3 separate regions of the Zea mays genome follow, and regions 2 and 3 are each linked to region 1. The links are chromatin contacts, called in public Hi-C maps. All regions are on one chromosome and are shown on one strand. The core of a region is the stretch at or near the end of the contact, and the rest is flanking DNA. Distances in the headings are between cores, read along the strand shown. Region 1 holds the start of LOC100216949. Region 2 has its middle 22 kb from the start of LOC100274546. Region 3 holds the start of LOC100274546.

The links. Hi-C and Micro-C count contacts between places; a contact is called where the count stands out from the background.
Region 2: a contact with region 1 is called in a Hi-C map of ear, with 2.7 times the contacts expected there. The contact joins the enhancer-like site here to the promoter of LOC100216949 in region 1. A contact is called at or near these places in 2 of 25 Hi-C or Micro-C datasets (bundle sheath and ear).
Region 3: a Hi-C map of endosperm shows a contact between it and region 1, with 2.6 times the contacts expected there. The contact joins the promoter of LOC100274546 here to the promoter of LOC100216949 in region 1. A contact is called at or near these places in 3 of 25 Hi-C or Micro-C datasets (ear, endosperm and tassel).

What each region holds. Positions count from the first base shown.
Region 1 is chr7:47,330,133-47,334,993 of Zm-B73-REFERENCE-NAM-5.0, forward strand. It overlaps LOC100216949, which reads left to right and starts at 3,018. Exons shown (of 4, transcript NM_001359527.1): 1 at 3,018-3,258; 2 at 4,237-4,537. The coding sequence starts at 3,242.
Region 2 is chr7:47,142,567-47,147,427 of Zm-B73-REFERENCE-NAM-5.0, forward strand. No RefSeq gene overlaps it. Among protein-coding and RNA genes, the nearest start is that of LOC100274546, 22 kb to the right of the region's middle. Within about 2 kb of position 2,990, at least 17 of the 20 cell types and tissues checked have an H3K27ac peak or open chromatin away from gene starts, as enhancers often do. A contact at or near this core is called in bundle sheath and ear, where this site is marked.
Region 3 is chr7:47,163,891-47,168,751 of Zm-B73-REFERENCE-NAM-5.0, forward strand. LOC100274546 reads right to left here and starts at 2,819. Exons shown (of 1, transcript NM_001148902.1): 1 at 1,312-2,819. The coding sequence starts at 2,231. The coding sequence ends at 1,845.

The sequences.
Region 1 (4,861 bases), core at 1,768-4,267:
TCGTTAGATCCCAATCCGACGGTTCAAATCAGATCTAACGGTTATAATTATAATATGAAAGGGTACGAGACGATAGCCACCGGATTGGAGATCTACGGTCCATATTCAACATAACCGTACTCTATTCCTGTTTGTCCGATCACACATCTACGGTCCAAAACCCATCACACGAAGGGGGAATACGGTTGTCTAATCGTGACCGTCCCCTGACCGATCAACGGCACCCCAGGTTCTTCCCCACTAGGCCACCCTGTACGCGGCGGCGCCGGTGGCAAGTGCGCCCGACGCCCACACCTCGATTTCGAAGAGCTATACGCAGGGGAGGACGCGACAGATAACATGGGAGGGTTTCTCACCTGCAAGAGGTTGCAGAGGAGCCTGCCCTCGCGCGAGTGGAACTCACGGTGGAGTTCAAGATCCGGCGAGCAATTGGTGCGACTCCCGCCACCGGACTCGCCCCGCGATATCACGAATACTCACAGCACGATCCGGCGAAACCGATAGACCACACCACTGGCTAGCAGCAGTACTGTAGGTGAGATGAGCGTGCAGCGGCTTTCTTCTTTCTCTCTCTCCTCTCGAACTGCGACAGCGCCCGGTACAACATTTATAGGAGCGTCAAGTCTGCGGAAAGCAAGCCACCAACCCCACCCAGATGGCGTGGTCATCGCGTCGAGCCACGAACGGCACACATTCCGCGGGAATCTGTTGTAACAGAACCTAGCGTCGCGCGCGCGCGAGGAAGACGGGTCTGCGCGCACGGTCCCACCTGGCATAGATACATCCCCCATCCAAGGCAAGCGCATAAACCGGTTAGGCGCTGGCCCACCTGTAACTGAAGCGAGAAGGAGCAACGGAGGGGAGGGCACGCGCGCGGGTTTCGTGTGTCGGGCCGATTTAGGTCGTCGCGGCCCATTTAGGTTAGAACCTCTTTTCTTTTTCTTTTATTTTGCTTTTTCCTTTTTATCTAAAATTTGAATTCAAATCTTGTAGCGAATTTGTACTCAAAATAAATATTCAATTTGAACATACCAGTGTGGGATGAATTTATATATCTATAAATTTTATTTTGTATTTTAGTATTTCTCTCTTAAATTCCAAATTCAAATTTAGGTTTTAATCCAAATCTTCATCTCTTTATTACATTCCTATATTATTCCTTTTTGACATTACAAAATTCCAATTCCAATCTAAAATATAGTTTAAGAATTCAAATTTAATACCCACTAAAAATCAATCATGATGCAGTGGATATCTATTTATTCTAATTAATTTATTTGTTGGATAAATGTTTGAAATATGAAACACACTCATATTGTTCCTTTCTTTTTAGGAGAATAGTATTTTGATTGTGGGACAAAAGGTAAAAGTTACTTCAAAATTAAATATTCATGTAAATAAATGCTTATGGTGCATCATTTAATGATATGCATAATCATTTAGTTGAATAGAAAACTTTTCTATTACCTCTTTTCTAAAATAATTCTTGGTTTTGAAAATTTAGTCCCCAATTTTTAACACTCAAGTATAATTTGAGATATCTGAATTTACTATTTTATTTCTTCATGTATTTATTTTATTATTATTATTTTTATATATATATACAAATTTTGGGCTTTGCTTCTCAAGACGAAGACTTTGTGTACGGACAACGTTGCAGAATGCCAAAGGACAATAGCTTCGGCTCGGATCAAGCAAAGAAATAAAAGACTAAATAGACCTTATTAGCTTTAGTTGCTTGTAAATAAGCGTTTAAGGGTACATATGTAATTTTGCTCGGGCTGCGTCCCGTGCTTATAAATAGATGAATAGTAACCCCCGTACTGTTCATGCTGGATTGTATTCACTTTCTTGCATCCACACTTTCGAGCAAGCGGAAGGTATCAATGTAACATTAACATTGTTTACATTCATTTCTGTTTTTATAAAATATAATAATAAACCAATTAATGAGATGCAGTTATCATATTTATCCTTTTGCATTTCTACTCACATATTAAATGATGAAGGTATGTCCTTCTTAACCTTCGTCTGGCAAAGCTTTATACCCACGAGGAGATAATGCTTCGGTTAGACGAAGGTCTGTAATGACTAATGATTATGTTGCCTTGTTCTTGATATATAGCATTTGAGAACAAATGACTAACAGATACACACAAAGACTCTCAGGCAATACAACTCACAGTGGATGTAGGGTATTACGCTCCGATGGCCCGAACCACTCTAACCTTTGTATTCTCGTGTTCTTCCAGCTAATTAGGCAATCCCTAGGCCTCCTCCTTATCTTAGGATCAGCACGCGTGCACTCCACCACTCGTTCGGAGGATTTTCTCTCTAACACCACTATAAATAGAAAAACAATGTCATGTATTAGGTGTGGTGCTAAACAGAGTGCACTGAGATTCATCTGCCTTCGAAGGTGTTTTTATTTACCTTCGTGTTCTCATTTGTAAGGCCGAAGGTAACCTTGTAATTATCTATAAGGAAAGAAGACGAAATTGAGTTGGTGTTTTATTTACCTTCGTGTTCTCGTTTGTAAGGCTGAAGGTAATATTGTAATTATCAATAAGGAAAGAAGACAAAATTAAGTTAATCGCCTAAGATGACTTGCTATGTTCTTTTTTGTCATAATTTGTTGTAAGGCCAAAGATAACTTCCATTCATCGAATATTTATCGGTCGCTAATTTATTTTTAACTAAACCACGGTGAATAAAAAACGGAGTAAGTACTGTCTCATTCTCAATAGAGTGTCATCAAACCTAACGCCTTTTACAGCAGCGTAAAAGTAAGGCAAGCTGACAAGCCCATGGGCCGATTGCTGTCACCGGCCGCGCCACGCGTGTCCGATGGGTTCGGCGTCTGGCGAACCACGCGCGCTCAACACGACACACGACACCACGAATCCACGATACGTGCGGCGCGCCGACGCGAAACCTCTCCGACTCTTGGTCTCCTCCCTTGCTCCGGATTGCTCTGGGAGACTGGGACCCATCCATCCAGAGTTGCGGGCTTGCGGCGCAGGAACCGAAACGAAAGCGCTAGACGTCCGCCGTCCCATTCGCTTTCCCCCAAGGCCTTTCTATCTGCAGCCGGTGCGGCGGCTGTGCTGTCTGCCTTTCTCCCGTCTCCGCCAACCGCTCCGCTAGCCACCACGCCCGCCGCTTTCCTGCCGTGGCCTCCGTCGGGGTTCCTCAACGGGTAACCCTTCTGCCTTCAACGCCTCCACCACCCATCGCTCGCATGCGCGTCGATCCCAAGTGCGAACCCCCTCCACTCTAGTCCTCTACTCCCTCCATCTACTTTCTCCTGCGATCAATGATCATCATCCCGTCGCCACGTCTTCTGTTGGCTCGCTTTACAGACGCCACTTGCGTCGCGATATTTATTTATTTTTCTTTGTCACCTCGATTGTTAGGGTTTACGGTCTGCAGGTCGGTATGCCCCAGCGCTCAATCGCCAATTTATCTGCAAGTCTCAGCACTTGTGGATAATTTGGATCCATGTGGTTTGGTTTCGTTCTACCGCCGTGCTCTGCGCTACACCGTTACCTTCGCCTTTTGCTTCGCGCATTGCAGATTTGGTGCCGCGTTGTAGATAGTTTATGTTTGGTCGAACCAGTTTCTTCCATGCAGAAAATAAAAAATATTGTTTGGACCACAATTGTTTGTTCCTTCGATGTTTCGTTGAAATAAAGCGGGGAAAGTTTTTATCTAAAAAATTGTTTGTTCTTTTGTCCGTTTACTGTTCCTAATCATCACTTCCGTACTTTTCTGTACTTGCTGTGGTCTCCACCCTTTTTGATTAGCCTTTCTTGTAATGGTTATTTCTTCCTTTGGTTGAACACTTGACTTATTTTTGTTTTATTCTGACTCGCTTCCTTCTAACGTTATTAAAATTAATTTTGACATCCTGCCATCACTGTTTGAAATACTGTATAGCCAGTATGTAGCTAATTAAATGTAGGGATGATATCAGGTGTATATAGAAGGCTAGCGCACATCTGCACCTATAGAATTCTGCCCTTCAAAATTAGATCTCACGATGGACTATATCTGGAGTTTTTCTATAATAAAACGAAAAGGCTAAGAGTGGGAAGAGTTTTTCTAAAACAATTGTGCACTGTTAGATCTGATTTTAAAGCCAGGATTTTAGGCCAGCCCTCATATGCAGCTGATAGGATCCCTTAAATGTCGGTGACAGTCGGTTCTCACTCATTTCACCTGTGGCTGTGCAAGGTCCGTTGGAATGAGGCACGAGGGGCCCGGGCTGTCAATTAGGCATGATGCTGCGGGCTCCATGGCAGGAGCTATCTTCATGTCCAACAGCGTCACAAGGGACCAATGCTTCCAAGCAAGCATTTTCGGTCTACCCTTGGAGTATCGATCCTTTGTCAGCCACATCAGAAAAGGGATGCCCTTGTTTCTCTTTGACTATACACTGCGTAAGCTTTACGGAGTCTTTGAGGCTGCCTCTGATGGAGGGTTTAATATTAACAGTGACGCACTTAGATCAGTTCGGCGCTCATATCCTTCGCAGGTAATTCACAGTTAATATGTGCTTCTTGGTTCATCATACTCTTGTCAGTTCGGATCCCTTTAAACAACGATCCCTTATGCATAAGATACATTTTCCCTCAGTTGTCTGTTTTCTGAATATATAACATGTGAGGCTGGTTGTGCTAAGTTGAACTCACTAAAACTGGGGATACTGTAAGCTGTGTAAGACCCAGAACTGAATCTTGACAATAAATGCCTTGGGATTTTTTCTTTCTTGTTATTATAATATAAAATTTTATGATGGGACTAGGAATAGAAGTGCACACATTGCTTTTCATATATATGACTTTTGCACATTAGATAC
Region 2 (4,861 bases), core at 1,740-4,239, 190 kb before region 1:
CTCCTCGGAGAGGAAATACTAGAATACATAATTAAAGTCACCAACATTAACCATCATCATTGGAGTCATCATCTGAAGTGTATCCGGAGTATCTCTAATCAAAGAGGATCCCAAGGCTGCTCTTAACCGTGAGCACAGCTGATATATCAGTTTCACTACCCTCTGCAGAGGTCGCACACTTTACCCATGAGCCGTGATTCCCGTTCTGCCCGGGGAGAGCTAATCCTCATTGATCACTTCCTAGGTGGTCCGGCAGGGTATCACTACGTAGCTTTTACAAAGATTCCCTAGAGATCATAGCCGCCCGTTAGGTTTCTCCAGTTTGATAAACACAGTACCCCTCCCCGCAGGAGAGTGACTAACAAAAAGCAAAACGAAAGAACCTCGGCACTCAGCCTCGGCAGAGCAAGCACTGTGCCTGGACCCCATTGACGGCACGACGGCGAAGCAACTACACCTCTAGTTCCTCTAATTAATTAGCTAAGGGCATCCCATTTCACCCTCATGGTTGCACTGTTATCCCCGATGGTCTCTCAACGAACAGGTCCTTACGGAGAGGTACTCAGGAAACAGCCTGAGCCCCCTAGAGTATCACAAGATCATCAATATAATCAGGATAACAGTATTGTATCATAAATAGTCACATCATGTTCATTGATTAAGTTAAGGCAATAGCAAAATGCTAATCATAATTACCCAAAAGGTCATCAAGGATAAGGTAAATATAAAGCTAGTCAATCCTTAGGTTTCAATTAAGTAATGTGGGATAGTGAATTATAAGTGAATAGGACATAATGGGTCAGAGTACACTTGCCTTCACCAAACAGATGCTCAGGGTGTTCAATGTTGTAGACCTCAAAAAGCTTGATCTCTTGGTCGCCAACGCTTGATCTTTGATCCCTTGAAGCTCGGAAACAGATCACAATCTATTCGCGACGCAAAGCGAAGACAAACAGGCACAAGCAAACAAACATATATATGCATGAGAACATTACACCATGCCAAGGAGAACATAATAAAGCATGCAAAACGAAATAGAGCGCGTTACTACGGTCACGCGAGGAAAAAGAAATGCGATAGTCGGAGCTACGGTTGGGAAGTTGGCGCGTTAACGTTGAACAAGTATTAGCTATAACTTTTAGTTCAACTTTATCAAATATAAATATTATGCATCAGCCAATTCAATTAATCTGCTACACTAACGGCTATCAGTTAAATAAATAATTTAATTAAAAGAGAGATTCTAAGCGAGATGAAATTATGACACGTGAAACAGCACGACAGCGTGCAAACGACGCGCGGACACGCGCGACATAGCACGCTGACGATACACGAAACAGCGCGCGCGACGAGCGCGAACGTCGCGCCAACCAGCACGCCACCAAGTGCGGAACAACACGCGTGACAGACGAGGAAAACTAAATAGGTGATATGTTTATACTAAACAAGTATTAAATAAATATAAAGTAGTTAAGTTAATATTAGCCATGTTAATGTTTATTATAAAAGCGCAAGTTGAACACTACACATCTAATCTAATTGGAATATTAATCTAACAAATATTAGTCGAGCGAACCTTAAGTTAATTATCCAAAATATGTCACATAACGACTTAACGTTATTAACATGAGTGTTTATAAGTGAAAAGAGTTTATTATCACGAGTTGACGCCGCGCGACCCACGTGATCGACACGCGAGATACCCGACTACCACGTGCGCAACACGCAGAACATCGCACAGACAGTGCGACGACGCGTGCGAACAACGCGTAGACGGCGCATGAAACAGTGTGCGCGACCGGCGCGAACGACGCGCGAACCCGCACGAAAGTGTGCGAACGACGCACGATCACGCGCAACACGTGCGAACGACACGCGGATCAGCACGTAACCACGTGCAAAACCGCGCGCGCGGTACGCGAGATAAACTAAATAAACATCACATTTATATTAAACGAACATTAGGGCAAAACATTTGAGTTATATATTAATCACGTCGACGTGCATTTATAAGGCGCAAGTTAATAACTATAAATTAGTTTAATTGAAAAGTCTAATTAATTAACGTTAGTTAAACAAAAAACATAATTAGTTATTTAAAACGTGACATGGCGAAACGAGGTTACTAACGCGTAGACGATGTTCACCCCGCGACGACGGCGCTTCTACGGTTATGCGAGGAAAAGAACCGCGATAGTTGAAGCTACGGTCGAGCGGTTAGCGTGTTTACACTAAGCAAGCATTAATTATAATATTTAATCCGACATTTCTCAAATATAAATAATATCTACTACTTAGCTTTGACTAACTTACTATTTTAATAATGGATGATTAAATAAATAGTTAATTAATTGACATGAGTGATTATAATCAAACAGTTTAATATCACGCACATACAGCGCGCGACATGCGCAATCGACGCGCGACACGCGAAACAGCACGTGCGACATACGCGAACGACGCGCGAATAGCGCGACGCCGCGCACAACACGCGTGAACAACGTGTGTGGCACACGCAGAGGAGCACACAGACAGCGCACGTGACAACGCGTGACCATGTGCGACTGACATGTGATGACGTGCGCGAACAGAACGATGACGCGCAAACCGCGCGAACAACAAACAAATAATTAATTAGAAGCATTTAAGCTAGTATTAATCAAACTAATTAACATTTATATTTATAAAAAGCACAAGTTAAAACTATAGACTCGTTCTAATCAAATTGTTATTTTAATAACCCTCGAACAAACCAACAATTAATTATTCAACTAAGACATGTGGGTAAGGACGTTACAAATCTAACTCAATCGGAACAAAACAATACATATTTATAACGCAAGAATACATGTAATTAGCTAGAATGGGGCAGTTCTAGGCTCTCGGGCGGGTTTTTCTGTCATAGACGCGGAGTGCTCGGACGGTTGGAGCAGAAGCCAATAGCCCAGCGGCATGCGGCGGCTGCGCTAGGGGTGCCTGCAGCAGATTTGGTTGTGCATGCATCCATGCGGTGGGGCCCATGATGGTTTCTCTCCAACGCATAGGCGCACAGCAAGGGAAATCGTGTGAGGAAAAAAATATTTGGCATGCAGATGGGGCCCGCACCAGTTTCCACTTTTCTCTATTGCACGTCGCAAAAAGTGGATCACACACGCATCGTTGAGAGTCATGAACGGTTGTTTCCTTGCAAAAACTGGATCACACGACAACAGAATAACTGAGATCACACCGGGGGTTGGGGACGGCATCCCGCCGTCGGTGAGGCAGCAGCAGGGCCCGCTGCCAGCCTGTTGCCAGAGATGGCTCGACTACGACGCGCGGCGGGTTGGGCACAACGGCGCAGAGGGAGCACGAAGCCAGCGTGGTCTTGCCGGAGGTAGAGAGGCAACGCACAGCAAAACAGGGAGGGCCGACGGGGCTTACCTGGAAATGGTGTCGTCGCCGGCGTGCTGCGCAGTGCTTCGGCGAGGTGCGGCTTTGGCGAAGCTCCAGCGAGGCGCGATGGCGAGGATAGGTGTAACACCCTGAATTTGGGGGTATAAATTTTTTTCTCTAATATCCACCAAAGTCAGGTGTTACACTCTTATTTCTTTGCTTCCCTTCTATTTTTTCCTAAAAGTGGAGAATTATTTTATTTTATATCTAGTTGTAAGCTTAGTAAAATAAAACCTCAGAGGTGCTTGAGTGTTGCATTCATGCCGATGCATAGTGTTTATAAGTGCAAAATGTTATCGAAACATGTTAAAATATCTCGAGGATGTTCCCGAGAGTTTTTGGAATCTTCAGAACTTTCTTCGGGTATTAAATACGAATTTCAGCCTTTCTAATATTTAAATACCTACATTTAGTATTTCAAAAACTCAATAATACATATTTATAAATATAGATATATATTTTCCTCTCGTCAAGGCTGTTCTGGATCTCGTGCCTTTTGACGGGATCGCCATACCACCTCTCCTCGCGAACGGTGTGCTGCTCGCGTATATCCTTGGCTACCCTCGTCTACCCCGACGTCTACCTCTGGTATCCCTACCTCGTCTTGCTCCACCGCACAATAGCCCCTCCCACTCGATCAATCATCTCTAGATATCTCAGATAACCTCTTCTCCACGATCCGTGATCGAGCCACCTCTATGCAAAGCCTCAGCACCCCATATATTTCCTCATTTCTAGATCCTACTCAACCGGCGTCCAATAACCTCTCGCTTCCATGTACGCCGTCGCCCAGCACCTCTCTTTCTCCCACAACTGTTGTTCCCTTAGAAGGAAGAAGAAATCATCAGCTCCTCCCCTCTCCTCTCCTCCCGTAACTGTTCCTCCACTCGCGCGGTGCACGTCGTGGAGAGACTAGCAACTGCCCGGCCCGATGCCTTATTCAAAACCCTCCAGAACGCCCGCTCGACCTCCACTCCTCTCCAAGCTGTGCTCTGCTTACCCTCGACGCTCCTGGTCGCATGACTCGCATCGCTCTGCGCTCGGAAAACCGCCCGCATGTTGGAGCTCCATTGCACCGCCAAGCCAACTCTGCGTCGCGCTTGGAACACCGTCAGTCTCGCCACACGTCACTTCCTCCGGCCACGCTCGTCTCCGGCGGCTGCGTCCCAGCACTGGCCCGCTCGTCGAAGTCCAGCCGTGTGTGGGCTGGTGAGCCCCGCCGGGTCCCGTGCTCCATCTGCCGCGCCGCTCGGTGCACCCAGCCGGCACGTCACCTCCGGCGAGCCCCTGCACTGCCACGGCCGTCCCATCCGTGCGTTGAAGAGTCGACGTTCACGTTCTCCACTGCCCGAGGGAGCCCAGATGAAGCTTCGTCCGTAGGTGAGCATTCAAGTGCATTTTATCTTCCCCACTGCACCCTGCTCCA
Region 3 (4,861 bases), core at 1,569-4,068, 170 kb before region 1:
CCAGCTGGGGATCTCCAATCACACGACATATGTAGCACTTAACCCTTGCATATGTCAACTCGCCACCGGGTTTCTTAAGACCAGATCAGGTTCACGCCAACCGAGAGCACAGATACACCACCGTCCAGTCTCTTGCCACGGAGGGTACACGCTACTCTCGCCATCTCTCCACTCCCATTGCGTGTTCCCTTATTCTGGTATTAGTCTGCCCGAGGCAAAGCTTACCCATGATGAGGCATGTGACCAGTTAAAAGGTCCTCAATTAGCAAGCCTACATCGAGACGGTCCTTAATCGACTCAGACGGAGACACTACACTGAGACTCTCTTCTCGTGCAAGTCACCCGCCCGGTCTCAGCTTTATCATTAAAAACCCAAAGTTTGGTACTTGGCAGAGGTATATCTTTTCCAGTGTTGTACCCATCATGGCCTTGATGGATCCACCATCAAGTTTTATTTTTGAAAACATTCCCACCCACTGAAGCATCACTTTTGTTTTAAAACAAAATATTTTTGTCTTTCTAGAGCAAGGCTAAGCATCAAAAATCCTTTTCATGAAAGGGTATCAAGGAAGGGTAATCAATTTTCTAAGGAAGGAAATGCATCAATTATTTAGCACACAACTCCTATCACCTAATGCATCAAACAAGGTGATAGAGATTTTAAAATAGCAAGGAGGTGGCAAATGCACCGAGGCTTGCGTGGGTAACACTAGGTTAGTGTTTGTTAAGTTGCGACCACTTGGCGATCATCTTTTGTTCTAATACTTGTTTCGTCTGTCCATCTTCAGTTCTGTTCATCAACACCATCTTGTGGTCGACTCCGTTCTAGTTCTCCGCATCACGTAGTTAATTCACGTACCTGAATGAAATGCATTATGCACATGAACGCATATAGACAAGAAAATTACAAACCTAAATAGTGCTACGCGATAACGAATTAAACAACTAGCGACGAGGCGTTGTACCGTTTCATACGGAAACACTAGTTACCGACATATGATTGAGCGCAATGATTACGCTTCTCTAGATTAACCGAATCTAACGCAAACATCACGAAACAACAAACTATACACATCAATCACGATTAGCCTAAACACAACTTATCAGTTAATTAATTAAATTCTAAGCTCAGTGGTCTAAGGAATTTAAATCTAGAACAAGAATAAAAGCACATTACTTTTTAGACCACGCGACTGGATTAAATTACATACCACTCTAAGCTATCATATATAGTGTACCATTAATTTTATCAAACAATTATAATTCGTCATAAGTAATACTAATAATATTATTGTTTAGATAATTTAAAATACTAAATTTAAACTTCATTCACTAATTTACTGTATGTCACATTATTAACATCTCAAACCTACCCAACGCGACTACTCCAAAATCGTGAAAATAATCACATCGCATTCATCGAACTAATTCAATAATTAAGCTAATCGGAAATATGAATCGGCTTACCATACTAAATCAAACTTGCAACCACGAAATCGATGACGCCTTTCAGCTCAGCATTTCACCGAAAATAGGGTGAGTGCTGCATCGAATCGCGCTTCATCTTCATCCACATCGAGAATTATCCGGCCTCGTACTGATTTATTTCCTTCTGCGCCTAATCTTCTCGAATCTTTGGCGTAGACGAGGATGACGATCGATGACTTGTTCGAGCTTTTTGTCGAGCACTTGGTGAATATCACGCTGCTAGCTTCGTCTTCACCCAACTCTTGAGATTTCTTGATGACGCACGGAATGACGACGACCTTCGATTGAAGTCTTTGACCGAGCACTTGATAAGCGATGCACATGGATCTCACTTATTTTTGCCTAACGTCTGGGATTCAGGGTTCGACGAGGTCGAGCAGGGAAGAACGAGGTTCGACGGGCTCGACGACGATACATGAGGGTGACGTATATAGAGCTGCACACACGACGCGACGAGGAACCACCATAACCGGCGAGGTTGATGACGCGATAGGGATTAAGGCCAAGCGAGTCGAGAGGGCGCACTGGCGAGCAGGAAGCCACGCGAGTACTGAACAGGGAAAACAGCGGGCTCGATAGCGTCCATGGCCGGAGCGAGCATCAGAAACGAGCACGACGGGGTGGCTACCGGCGAACTCCATGGCCGGGAGGACGCGGCGTCTAGGAGCAGGAAACACGGGCGCGCAGGGACAAGCTCGGCTACAGCGGCGCTGGGCAGAGCCGAGCCAGGGACGCGCGGCCATGGAAGCAGGGCGCGCGCGAGCAGAGGGAGCTCGGCAGGGAGCGCGGCTGTGGTTGGGGCGAGTTCAGTGAGAAGAAGCCGAGCTCGAGGACTGGGCATCGGGGTTGGGCAGAGCGCAGAGAACTCCACGGCGAGGGAGCAGACGCGTAGAGAAGGACGCCGAGCAGGGAGCTACAGCGCGGCGTGCTGGGGAAGACGAGCTGGGGCGTGACCATGGCAAGGGAGCTCGGCTGGGCGAGCTGGAATAGGGCCTAGGGCGCGGCGAGCAGGAGGCCAAGCGCCCAGTGAGCCGGATGCGGCACCAGAGGAGCTCAGGACGCGCATAGAAGAAGGCTGGAGACCAGGAGCTGCTCGGCTGGGAGCTTCTGCCGGCGAGCAGGGAGGCTGCCGAGCAGGGAACTGCGCGCGACTATGGCGAGGGAGACCCACGAGCTGGAGAGAAGAAGGCCTGGCGCCTGACTGGGGAAGAAGCAGCTCCGCTGCTGGGGACCAGAGGCGGCCGAGCGCCAGGGAGAAGAAGCGGAAGGAGCAGAGGAGCACGCTGCTACAGGGAAGGAGAAGATGACCGGGGATAAGAAGCCTGTGCGCGTGTACCAGGGAAGAAGACGCACGGTGAAGGAGATAAGGAAGTAGGAACTAGGAACCAGGCTGGGCGTGCGTGGAAGATAAGGCTTCAGAGAAAGGCGGCGCGTACAGAAAAATCAGGGAAGGGGCGGCGTAGGATAGGATCCGATCCCTGGATATTTTTCTTTTTCTTTTTTTTATTCTATAATCCCTTCTCCAAAATATCTTTAGCACAATAATTATTTCGAGTTTGAATCTCATGACTATGATTTATTTTGATTAGAAGTTATACTGCAATATTTTTAAACAATTCGGGTTTGACTCAGCTTTTCTCTCGAATTTTAAATTCATCACACGTCAGACCGAATTATTCCGACACGAGTCGCAAAAACCTAATCTGAGTTCTAGGGTTATGATTTAAATCGAAACGAGAAGCAACGGACCAAATTAAACGGGTTTTGGCTTCGATAATTTATTCTGCGTTTGATTCAGTTGATTTCAGACGAATTCTGTTTGCTACTCGAACACTCGACTAGAGGATAATTCAATTAAAAATCCGTAGACGCGATGTCACGGATAACAAAAAGCGTAATTTATTTTACACTGAAACTTAGTCGTTGAGTTCTAATTAATTTGCCCGGGATAAAAAATCATCTGAGTGGGTCGGGCTTCTGAATTCGTATTCGCGCGAGCGATGTATTTTAAATATCACCCGACGCACCGATTTTCGGAACAACGATGTTTCGAACATCACGAAAATTTAGGAGGAGCCCGGATAGATAAAAATGATGTCGAACTCGCGACAGACGAAACAGATGCGATATTAAAATCGCGATAGGCGAAGATGATTAAAATTTAGCATCTGCTTTATCCATTGATATTACGTGCTTAATTCCATACTCGTTGTCGAGCGGAATATAAACATCAGGGGTGTTACAGCGACAGTCATTAGAAAGATCCAAATCCAACATAGTTCATCATGACAAACATAAAGGCCCAGAATAAGCAAACTACCCTGTCTAACTAAGACTAACTAAGAGTAAGACTAATGCTAAGACTATAGCTTCTATATATTTTTTTGCATTAACTACACGATCTGACGCTGACGATCTATGGTTCTAAATTTATCTTGGTCCTGCAGTCAGGGTTACCATAAGCATGGTGTCCACGCTGAGGTGAGCGGTACGGGTGCTGAGTCCCGATAGGAGTGGGGGAGCCATCCTCCAGGTGATGATGCTCCGCGCGCGATCTCAGCACGAGCCCTACTCAGCTCGTCTAATGCATGGTCTAGCTCCATGTTTAGCACGGTGGCTAGGTTGACTGTGCTGCTCAACCTAGGATTGTTGTCACCAACAGGTGAGACAACCACGCCTCCTGTGCTGCCGCTGCCAGATGGGCGGCGGGGTAATACCTCAGGTTGAGACCATCGGCTACCCCGCCGAGCACTGAGCAGTAGTGCGAAAGCGCATGCGTGCGACATCTAGCATGGCCGCCTCAGCTGAGTCCCGCTCAGAGATAGAATAGTGCTCTGAGCAGATCTCCGCACCTCGGAGACTGTTCTCCGGATGGCGCACCAAGTAGGTCGCCTCCCAACGATCCGGGTAAACCCCGCGATTGTGCTGGAAGACAACACAGCGATACTCGATAGACCAAGTGCGCCGGTCGAGCGCGTCATGGAAGTGACACCTGCGAGCAGCGTCGCGAGTGATGGGTTGAGCAACCCATCCTTCTGGCTCTAGGTCGGTTGAAAGGTCGGTGTTGTGGCTCGAGCTGTTGTCGCCACCTCCATCGTCTGGGTCTCCTCCAGCAGCTACTCTAGTGGCTGTGGCGCTCAGTGGTGGTGTAGGGGGCGCCTCCAGCGGGAGCACAGGGGAGCAGCTCCTCACAGACTCTATCTCCTCCTGAAGCGAGAAAGAAGAGCCCTGCTGCTCCAGCTCCTATCGCCGACGCTCCTGCTCCTCGTGCAAGCGGTGGTGCAGCCTCTCCAAATGGCTAGACTAACCAGCCACCGGACGGCGAAGCGGACGCTCCACGAGACGAGAAGGCAAGAAAGGAATGACTGACTTC